3 separate regions of the Sus scrofa genome follow, and regions 2 and 3 are each linked to region 1. A link is a contact called in public targeted proximity ligation data. All regions are on one chromosome and are shown on one strand. The core of a region is the stretch at or near the end of the contact, and the rest is flanking DNA. Distances in the headings are between cores, read along the strand shown. Region 1 overlaps LOC110260018. Region 2 overlaps TTC7A (tetratricopeptide repeat protein 7A). Region 3 overlaps TTC7A (tetratricopeptide repeat protein 7A).

What was found.
Region 2: a targeted proximity ligation map of alveolar macrophages shows a contact between it and region 1. A contact is called at or near these places in 1 of 47 Hi-C or Micro-C datasets (liver) and 2 of 2 datasets of targeted methods (alveolar macrophages and skeletal muscle).
Region 3: a contact with region 1 is called in a targeted proximity ligation map of alveolar macrophages. A contact is called at or near these places in 2 of 47 Hi-C or Micro-C datasets (brain and liver) and 2 of 2 datasets of targeted methods (alveolar macrophages and skeletal muscle).

Annotation. Positions count from the first base shown.
Region 1 is chr3:93,355,279-93,358,743 of Sscrofa11.1, reverse strand. LOC110260018 reads right to left here. Exons shown (of 3, transcript XM_021087545.1): 3 at 789-2,026. The coding sequence ends at 1,968. Among named protein-coding and RNA genes, the nearest start is that of CALM2, 15 kb to the left of the region's middle.
Region 2 is chr3:93,490,309-93,493,588 of Sscrofa11.1, reverse strand. The region is part of intron 15 of TTC7A (tetratricopeptide repeat protein 7A); the gene reads left to right. Among named protein-coding and RNA genes, the nearest start is that of TTC7A, 100 kb to the left of the region's middle.
Region 3 is chr3:93,540,290-93,543,852 of Sscrofa11.1, reverse strand. The region is part of intron 5 of TTC7A (tetratricopeptide repeat protein 7A); the gene reads left to right. Among named protein-coding and RNA genes, the nearest start is that of TTC7A, 50 kb to the left of the region's middle.

The sequences.
Region 1 (3,465 bases), core at 229-2,728:
TCTCATGCCTTTCACTGTGGTCTATTTTGAAGAGCAGACACTTGAACATTTTTAAAGGGAACCAGAATTATCATTCAGATGATAAACTGCCACACAGACAGACATTCTCTTATGATTCATTGAAGTGCAGGTCTTAAGAGGTTATGCATTCCATCTCAGTGTATTAAAGAGAGTGAAGACAAATAGATCAGAGAACAAATCAAACCTTGCACATCAGAGATGCCAGGCTCAGCAGCATATAATCTTCTAAGGCTAATATATGGGCTGTATAACCCTACTGAGCAAAAAGTATGTTTTATTCAGGAAAACAACAAATCAAGTAATCTCTCTGTAGAAAGCCATTCACGGGTCATTTGGAAATTGAATCCATAATGTTTAATAGAGACTGTTTATACCAACAATGACCGAGTTGCAAATAAATAAAACTGAAAGCCATGATAAATTAGCTTCCTAGCCTTTATATGTTTATTACATTGTCATCATTCAAACCCACTGAAGTCAAATTTGTTTTACCAATCTCCTAAATTCAATCCAGTGAGCTCCTGGTCTTTATACAAAACCAATTCATATTGTCAAGTCACAGCAAGAAAAATTATTATGCTGTTTTTTTACCATCCAAAGGGACTTTACTAAGTGTAAGTAATTATACAAGCTTTTTACCATCCAGAAATCTATTATTTAGATGGGAATTCTAGTCACATGCTCTGAGACCCTTAAAATGGCAATGAAATAAAAAGTCGACCCTGGGGAATATGTCATACCCGACATGTTAAAAGGATCCCTAGGGCTTTCGTCAGGAAATAAAGAGCTGCGCTAGAGTTTTATTGAAAAATCGTGATGACAAAGCCTTTTCCATTTAAAAATCACAGTTCATCAGCATCATCAAATCAATGGCTGGAAATGAATGGAGAGGGTCTCCTTTTGCTCTCTGCTTGGCATCCAGCTTTGCGTAATGCATTCACCTCCCCGGCTGCAAATCAGGTCAGGAGACAGGTCCGAAAATTCCCCAGGACGACAGGGTTCCTGCTCGGCAGAGGCCCAAGTTGGGCTGAAGCCTCCCCTCTGCTGCCGGCTGCAGACCTACTTCTCACCGATCCGCTGTCAGTCTCTGGGAAGCCTCTTCGCCAGAAAATCCAAAGTGCCTTCCCTCTCGGGAGCTCAAACACACGCAGTCTTTCTTGGTGGCGGGGTCTATGAAGGCCTCAAAATGTTTATTCCTCCTAAGTTGGCATTAGTAAAGGCTGTGAGGTTTTTCTTAATTCGGACTTCCGCGCAGAAGTTGCTCCTTGAAACAAGACAAAGGAGACCCGGGGCCGCACAAGGCAGGTCTGAAGCAGGCTCTGTCAAAGCCAGGCACCTCAAGCACTCCCCTCTGCCTCCTTTGTGGGGCAGGGAAGGGAGCGATGGTGATTCCTCGCAGGGGAATGTGGGAGGAAAGGTAAACAGTGCCTGTGAACTGCCGAGAGCTGCCTGGTGCCAAGAAAGGAGCACTCTCCCCGTCCCAATCACAAGGCAAATATTTACTGACCGGACTCCATGCATAGCACTGTGGGCAGCAGGAGAGCAAATGGCCTCGCAGGCTGCAGGGATAGAGCTCCGGAGGCCTAGCTAGCCTAGCTGGGGAGTTGGGGGGGCACGGATTTCAGAGGCAGGAAACCCTGGTTTGAATGCTCTGACACTACATAACCGTAGCTGTCTCTGATTGAGCAACTGACTCTCTGAGCTTCAGTTTCCTCGTTGCACAGTGAAGGGTTACAGCGAATCTGCTGGAGGGTAACCGTCAGGGTGAGAGTCAGTGCCTGTCGATTGCCTGGCACGGCATAAACCTGTTTCCATCATCCCGCCCTCACTGTCCCCGCCCTTCCCGGACTCTGTATTGGACAGGAGGTTCTGCATCCAGCAATGCGGCCCTTCCCCAGGCTGGTCGTATTTCCATGTCAACATTGCGAGGTCCTTGAGAGCTGGAGCTACATCCTGCCGGGCTCTGCCAGTCCCCCAGGACCAGCCCCAGCTTCACGGTGGGTGCCTGAATCACACACAGACTGTCTGCTCAGAAACAGGAGAAAGAAGCCAGCCCCTCTCTCACCACCGCCCCCCACCCCCGCCCCTTCTCTCTCGCTCTCTCTCCTCCTCCTCCTCTGCTGCAGTCAGGCCTGCAGCCAGAAAAAGCCCAGTATCTCCCCCCATCATTTCCTGCAGCCTCCACATGCCTGAGCAGTGGCGGAGGGGACAAGACCGGGAGCCGCTCCAGACCAGTCCACGGCTGCTACCCGGACGCCTCCCCAGCCTCCCTTTGGGGAGTCTTCTGAGGGGCAGCGGAGGGCAGAGGCACCGCTCATGCAGGAGTTCAGACAGTTCCCAGCCACTCCTCAGTCTGCCCTCTCTCCCAGTCTTCTATGAAGACAGTGTCCCCAAATTCACAGCGACCTTCATCCTTGTGGCTGAAATCAGGGGGACAAACTCCCTTTCCTGAGAGCTCGCAGCCCAGGCGCTGGTTTATAAAGGGCTGGTTTAGTTCCTCCTCAGAACAGGAGGAAATAGGGTAAATCTTATTGGTCCCATTTTGCAAATGAGGAAACTGAGGCTAAGAGAGGTTAAGGCACTCCCCCACGTCACAGCCAGAAAATGTCTGAGCTGGGATTTGAGGCCGTCTGACTCCGAAGCTCACCCCCTTCAGCTGGCTGCCTGCTAGCAGGTGGCGGGGAGGGAGCTGACTCATGGCTTCTGATTCGTTCAGTTCTCTTTTCTGCATTAGCGTTGCTTCACCCTAATGAACAGATATTGCATTATGCACCTCTCACTTTGCAAAAACAGCCACATGAGGCTGCTTGCCTGCAAGCCCAAAGAGTCACATTTCCAGGTGACAGATAGGCAGAGTAGCTTGTGGGTAAGTTAAAAGAGAATGTTAGCATCCTTAGAGATCATCTAAATCAGAGATTCTTAAGATGGAGTTCAAGGGTAGACCTCAGGGGAATCTGTAAAATTTGTATATATAAGAATTTTCCTAGGGCCAGGGTGCAGAACTTTCATCAGATTCTCAAAGAGATTTTTAAGCTCCAAAGGGTTAAGAACTGTGCCCGGTCTGCCAACCAGACCTCAAATTCCCAGGCTCCAGGTCCATGAGGCAGCACAATTTGTGATCGAGAAAACCCAGAGCTAAATACCAGGAGCAGAATCTGAGCTCTGAATCTTCTGGCAAACATTTTAAAGACTCATGAATTATTAAAATGGCTAATTAAGTCAACCTTCACCGGAGAATATTTGCTTTTCCCCCTCATCACTGAGCTGACTGTGAAACTTGAGTTTGCTCCATCTGAAACACAAGGTCAGTTCCCTTTGTTCTTTCTTCACAGGTCTAGGAAGAACGAGGAGTGGCCTGCTGTGTTGAGTAGTAGCAGCCTGCTGTGTGCGCCTCGGTATACTGGGCTGGGCGGCTCTCAACCCATTTTCTCTCCTTTGCTGTAC
Region 2 (3,280 bases), core at 84-2,583, 130 kb before region 1:
TACAGCCCTCAGAGTGCTCTCACATCCCCTTAACCTGGTTTGGTTATTGTTTGGGTTTGATTTAGTGTTTATACCCCTCCTACTCTAAAAGTGAAAGGGCTTAACAGGAAAGTTAGCAACTATCTCAGGGTCACCTGACAAGTGGCAAAACAGGAACTAGAACCCAAGCCAGCTGATTGGCTGAACAACCCCAATATGCTTGAACTCCAGGCGCTTCAATAATAGTACCACAGCGGGACACCCAGGGTTCCTCTGCACCAGGCACTGCTCTAAGCACTTTTCGTGCATTAACTCTTTTTTTCTTTCTTTTTTTTTTTTTCCTGGTCTTTTCAGGGCCACCCCCACGGCATATGGAAGTTCCCAGGAGTCGAATCAGAGCTGCAGCTGCCGGCCTACACCACAGCCACAGCAATGCAGGATCTGAGCTGCCTCTGCGACCTACACCGAGGCTTGCGCCAGTACCAGATCCTTAACCCACTGAGCAAGGCCAGGGAGTGAACCCGAGTCCTCATGGATCCTAGTTGGGTTCATTACCGCTGAGCCGCTACAGGAACGTTGGGAGGTGTAGGAATGGTTACTCCCACTTTCCGGGTGAGGAAACAGAGGCACAGAGGGCATAAGTAGGCACCTGTGTATAACGGGCTCAGTAAGTCATAACAAGAGGACCCAGGTGGACCGAAGCCATTATGTATGTTATTTGCACATAACAACCATCAGAGCTTAGCGACCCTGTCATTTCCATTTTATAGCTATGAAGCTCAAGCTCTAAGGCAAAATGACTGCCCAGCATGAGGGTGAGGGGGTGGGGTCCCATAACTAGCAGGGAAGCTGGGATTTGAACTTGGGTCGGCCGACTTGGGCCCTGGTTTCCCAGAGGAGCCCTACTTCCTGTAGAGCTCCAGGCGGTGCACAGGCTCTGGCCTCCTGGCTGAGGAGTTACTTTCCAGAGGCGTGGCTGCCTGACTCAGAGAATAGCCTGCTTTTTCCACTCAATTATGTGTTTTCTATAAAAATAGAACTCTTCATTAAAATAACGCAGCACAGCCATCAGCTGGAATTAGTAATTACTGTCCTTTAAAGAGATAATTGCCCCTTTTGTGTATTCACCCTACCTGCTGCCACCCTCTCCCCCTCTTTGGCGGGGCTCCTGCCATGGCCAGGAGCCGGGGCCGGGGGACCTGGGAATGCACCGATGGGGCAGTGGGACCCGGGAGAGGGGTGAGTTCCCGCAGGCTGCTTTTCAGCTTTGCTTCCTCGGGTCCTGGTCCTGGGGCCCCTGCAGCTTTCCCAGCCTCAGTGAATCCTTGTGACTCAACTTCCTTCTTCTGTTACCCAACAAAGACTTGTTGAGTGACATTGGGTGAGACGCTGGGGATTCAAAGATAAGAAAGACACGGTCCCTGGAGTTCCCGTCGTGGCTCAGCAAATCCGACTAGGAACCATGAGGTTGCGGGTTTGATCCCTGGCCTTGCTCAGTGGGTTAAGGATCCAGCATTGCCGTGAGCTGTGGTGTAGGTCGCAGACGTGGCTCAGATCCTGCATTGCTGTGGCTCTGGTGTAGGCCGGCGGCTACAGCTCCGACTCGACCCCTAGCCTGGGAACCTCCATATGCCGCAGGAGCAGCCCAAGAAATGGCAAAAAGACAAAAAAAAAGAAAAAAAAAAAAAAAGAAGAGAAAGAAAGAAAGACATGGTCCCTGACCGAGCGCAGGGTCTGGGAGGGAAGACTGGTAATGATGGAACCATCTCAGGATGCCCACTGACCTTGCTCAGGGGGTGGCCAGGCACCGGGGGTGGCTGCCTTTAAAGTTTCTGTTGCCCTTAGTCCTCCTAACAGCCTTCCTGGTGGCACCATTGTGGCCCCTGTTCAACAGCCAATTGAGTTCAGAGAGGCAAAGGCACCTGCTAGGAGACAGCAGGGCCGGGAAGGGGACCCATGTTGCCTGATGCCAAAGGCCCTGTTTCAGCACAATGTCCTCCTGTTTGACGGGGAGTGACTCCCTCAGGTTCACAGCAGTTCTGGTGTTCAAGTGTTTCTTGCCCGTGCTGCGTCAAATGTATAGGGAACTTCTTTTAAGGAACATGAAAGTGAAAAATGTGGACCCGTCGTGCTTGCCACCCACACAACCCCTGTCCTTCCCTGCAGCCAGCTCAGCTCTGCCAGCATCCCCCTGCCACCAAGAGTTGGGTGCTGGGGTGAGCAGTGGGGCTGGGGCGGGGGGGGGGGGCACACGGGAAGATGACTGGAGGCCTTGGGTGAGAGCAATGGACACGATGATAGTGCTTGCTTAGCCAGAACTGTTGTCACAAAAATATCCCCCGTTTACAAAATAATTCTTTTTAAAAGAAAAAAAATTTTTTTGGAAAGGCTCATGTTCACCCCAATCTGAGGAAGCCCACCCTAAGCTATTGCGTCCTCACAGCAATGCAAAGAAATGATTTGTCTTTGCCTCCAATGAGAATCGCTCCAAGGCTCCATCCTTTGACAAATAATTAGCAGACTGATCCCAGCTCAGGATTGCAGGCAGGGCAGGGCCTGGGAGAAGAGAGGGGAAGGGGAGGCGGGTACCAGGCCCACCCATGCTTTCCCCTGGGTCCTCCAGCCTCAGCCCCTGGCTGGGGCCACCGGGAAGACTGGCAAAGCCAGTGACCGGTGGTGATACCCAGGGACGCTGACTTCACTGGTCTCTGTCTTTCCCCAGGGGAGGAAGGCTGCCCAGGCGCGGACAGACGGCAGGGCTGAGATCCTTCAGCAGGGCCTGGCTCTGTTCAGGTCTGATGAGCACCAGCCTCTGGCCCCAGGTGCCGGCCTGTGCAGGTGATTCGGAAGGTGGTAGGTCCCAGCCTTGTCCAGAGCATAGTGGCAGATGAGGTGTGCGGTGAGGATGGCGGCTGAGGAAGCCCTGAGCCTGGCCTGGGGTGGCTGGTGTGGGCTGCCAGGGCTGTCATGGCAGTCAGGGAGGGCGTGAGCTCCTAGACGGTGGACCTGCGGCTGCACTGGGCCTCCTTGCTAAGAATAGGGTGCACATGTCTGTGGAGAGAGCTGACTCTCCGCTCAGCCCCAGCGGCCTCAGCCCTGCGGTGGAGACAGAGGGCATGGTGTTGCCTCTGACCTTTGCTCCTTCACCTTCCCCAGAAAGAACACTCACGTTCACATCTGCCTACAGATACAGCAGTGGCAGTGTGGCCAAGGCATGAGGCCTTAAAAGACCTCAGTGTTGGACTTCCCGTCGTGGCTCAGTGGAAACAAACCTGGCTAATATCCATGAGGATGCAGGTTC
Region 3 (3,563 bases), core at 108-2,607, 190 kb before region 1:
GAACCCACAACCTCATGGTTACTAGTTGGCTTCGTTTCCACGATCTCCAGCCCAGGATTTTTCAGCCTCAGCACTGTTGATATTTCGAGCTGATACCCTTCATTGTGGGGGCCTGTCCTATAGATTGTAGGTTTTAACGACATCCCTGGCCTCTATCCCCTAGAAGTTAGCAGATTCCCCCGGCCCTGAGTGTGACAACTAAATGTCTCCATTGAGATAGGTCCTAGGGTGGGGTCCAGGGGTAAAATCACCCCAACCTGAGAACCTCTGTCTGAGCCCAAGGTACGAGAGGCAGGAGGTCAGGGTGAGATTGGTCCGCAGACACTTGATATGGGTCACGTTTGCTAGGGCAGCTCTGAAGTCTTTTCAAGGGCTCCAGAGCCACTTCTGCTGGTTAAATTCACCCTCTCTTACCTGGGCTCTTGAGGTGTTTGGGAAGGGGCAGAAACCCTTCTCTGTGTTCAGAGAGCTCATGGCCCAGCACGTGTGTGTGTGTGTGTGTGTGTGTGTGTGTGCATGCATTTGGAGGGGGTGTGTGGGGTGGGAAGAGCCCAGCCCTTCACGTCCCAGGCCCCCGCCCCATCCCAGGGCAGGATGATGACCAACCTTCCTTAAGGGGCTCACATCCCAGTGGGGCGCTGACTGCATAGGAGCCAGCGCTCTGTGCCAGAGGAAGAGAGGGCAGAGAGGTGGGGTCCTGCTGCTGCCTGGGACAGGCTGGATCTAAGGAGACAGTTCATCCTGGGGGCTGGTGCAGTGGGCCTCCTCCCACCCCCGGGCTTGGGCGTTGCTGGGCCGTAGAAGAGGTCCCTGACGGCTTAAGGGACAGGAGGAGATGGGGGGACCTGTTTCTGGGCTAGAGTCTGAGGGCTTGAGCTCATTCCCCCCGTGGGCAGGGGGTGGACCCAGTCCCCAGAGGGGCCGGAGGAGCTCCTTCTGAGTGTGGGGCACTCAGCCCCAGGGGCCAGATGGCCACAAGCAGGGCCTGCTCCCAAGGTCCCTGCAGTTGAGGTTTGACATAATTTAAAGGGTGTGGTGTTCTGCCCTGCACTATGTGGTGATGTTTGCTCGGCCTCCGGGCACTGCTGCTCCTTTAATTCTGGGCTTCAGTGAGACCTGGCTGCCACTTACTCATTCACTGTCTGAGGGACATTCATTTTTTCCAAGGACCTTGTCCTCTTGATCCAGTAGTTCATTCCCTCAGACAACTCCTGCCGCTTGCTCTGTGGCTGATGGCAGGGTCCCTAACTGACCTGGGATTGCAAGTACTTCCTGACCGTCAGGAGTTGGGAGGCCCCTCCCCAAAGGCAGGGACCCGGGATACCTGGGGTCCACTTCCCCTCGCCGCCACCAGAGGGCAGCCATGGACTCTGGTTGAGCCTCACCCCAGGCAGTTCTGCGGTTGCCAGCTACCGCACCTGTCTGTTGGAGGAGGCACCTTTCTGTTGGGAGAGGAGACAGGGGTGGGGGGAGTTGGGGGCGGTGGCAGTGGCAGCTGGGCTCAGGGTCCTGGCTGTAGGAGAGGCTTGGTTCTCTTTCACATGATGCAGCTGTGGGGGTGACGCAGCACGAGAGGCTGGCAGCGATGCAATGCCAGCAAAGCTCTTGGTGACCCGACCTCCCTAGGACCAAGGCTCCGGGCATTTCCCAAGAAAAGAACGTGAGCCTGAGCCGGCTTGGCTCTCTCCCCTAGAACGGGCAAGGGGCCATCTGTCTTTGGGGTGGTTTTTTCCCTTTGCTTCTCCCTGGACCTGCAGAACCCATGGTTGGCTCAGGGCCGGGAGTGAGCTTGAGCCAAGTGTGTTGAACTAGGTGGGCTGTGTGTTTTGTGCATGTTCTTTAAAAATAAAAATTCTTTTTTAATTACTAAAGCAGTAGGTGCTCATTGTACCAAAACCAAACAATAGAGAAGGGAGTGTGTGTTTTCTGAGGGAGTTCCCCAGGGCTTGGCAGGGTGTGCAGCTTTATGAAAACACTTTTCCTTTCTGCTGTGTGTGTGTGTGTGTGGAGGGGGCACCTTAGACGGCCCAGCCTGCTGTTGGGTGTGACCCCCTGAGGGGTGTGTTCAGTCAGCAGTAATTTTTATTCTCAGCAACCACCCAGTATCAGCAGTTGGGGGGGGACCGGGGGGAGGGCAGGAGACAGACTGCTTGAAGGGGCATTCAGGGACCAGAATCACCCAGCAGCGAAGCCCAGGAGAGTCTGGTGGTCCCTGTCAGGCTTTGGGCACAGGGAGACTTTGGAGGCCCATCGAAGAAAGCATCCTTCTAGCCTCTCAATGCACAGCCTTCATTGCCCGTACCGCCCCCACCTCACTAGAAAGGTCCCCTTGCCTGTACGTCCTCAGGGCCCTGCAAAAGAAATGTCACCGCCTCTTTCTGCGGCTGCGAGTAAAGAGGAGAGCTTTAGGTTTTGAACTGATGATGCGGGTCTGTAGCAGGAGGGACGAACTTGCTAACCGTTTGAACTTCACCTGAGCTTGTCTCCTGACTCAGCCCTCCAGCCGTTGGGATCTGCCAACTGGCTGTGCGTTTCTGGGCCTTTGGCTGGAAACCTCTCATACACAATGAGCAGTGCCAGCCCTGAGATGGGGGCTTCTGGCCAGGGTTGTACGTGCCAGAGTCTGTTTAGGTTCCATTCAATGAAAAATTCCACACACTTTTTCCTTCTCTGTTTCAAATGCAACCAAATCCCGCATTCCACAAAACATTGGTTGTGCACCTACTGTATGCAAAACATTTTACCAAGCTCTTGGATAAATCAAGAGCATGGCTAATTTTATAGACTGTGCAGGGCTGTGAATGAGCTATTCATTCACTCGTTTGGTCTCTTAATTCATTCCCCCTGAATTAATTGAAAGCCTGCTGAGAACAGGACACTTGGTATACAGTATCCAGGCTCTTGGTATACAGTAGGCACTTTGTAAAGGCTAAGTCAGTGGGATCCTGGAGGTCAAATGGCCAGGAAAGGAAGGGGTAACTGTGCCAGGTTGGAAAACACACACTGTCTTTCTTGAGGGTCTGGTTAGTTAAAAGGGAGTAAACTCTGAGCCCCTTGGTGCCTGTGGGGAGGGCACCTCTCCCCTTGGGTGAGTGATGGCCGGAGAAGGCAGCATCTTGCAGGCTCGGATTTTCCCACTGGAAAATGAGGGTTTGTTTATTCCATGATGATGTCTTTCTTTCTTTCTTTTTTTTTTTTTTTTTAGGGCCACACCCACAGCATATGGAGATTCCCAGGCTAGGAGTCTAATCAAAGCTATACCTGCCAGCCTACATCATAGCCACAGCAATGCCAGATCCTTAACCCACTGAGCAAGGTCAGGGATCAAACCTGTGTCCTCATGGATGCTAGGCAGATTCGTTAACCGCTGAGCCACAGCAGGACCTCCCATGATGATTTCTTAAGTGCCTTTTACGTTCCAGGCATTGCGTTGGTACCCAGGAGTGTGACGCTGGTGGTTGCAAAGACTGGATGAGATGAATGAAGTGCTTTGGAAAATCTGCCCCCTTGCCTGCTGCTGACCAAGGAGGGGACCAGGGGAGCCCGCGTGGCCCACCTGTGGG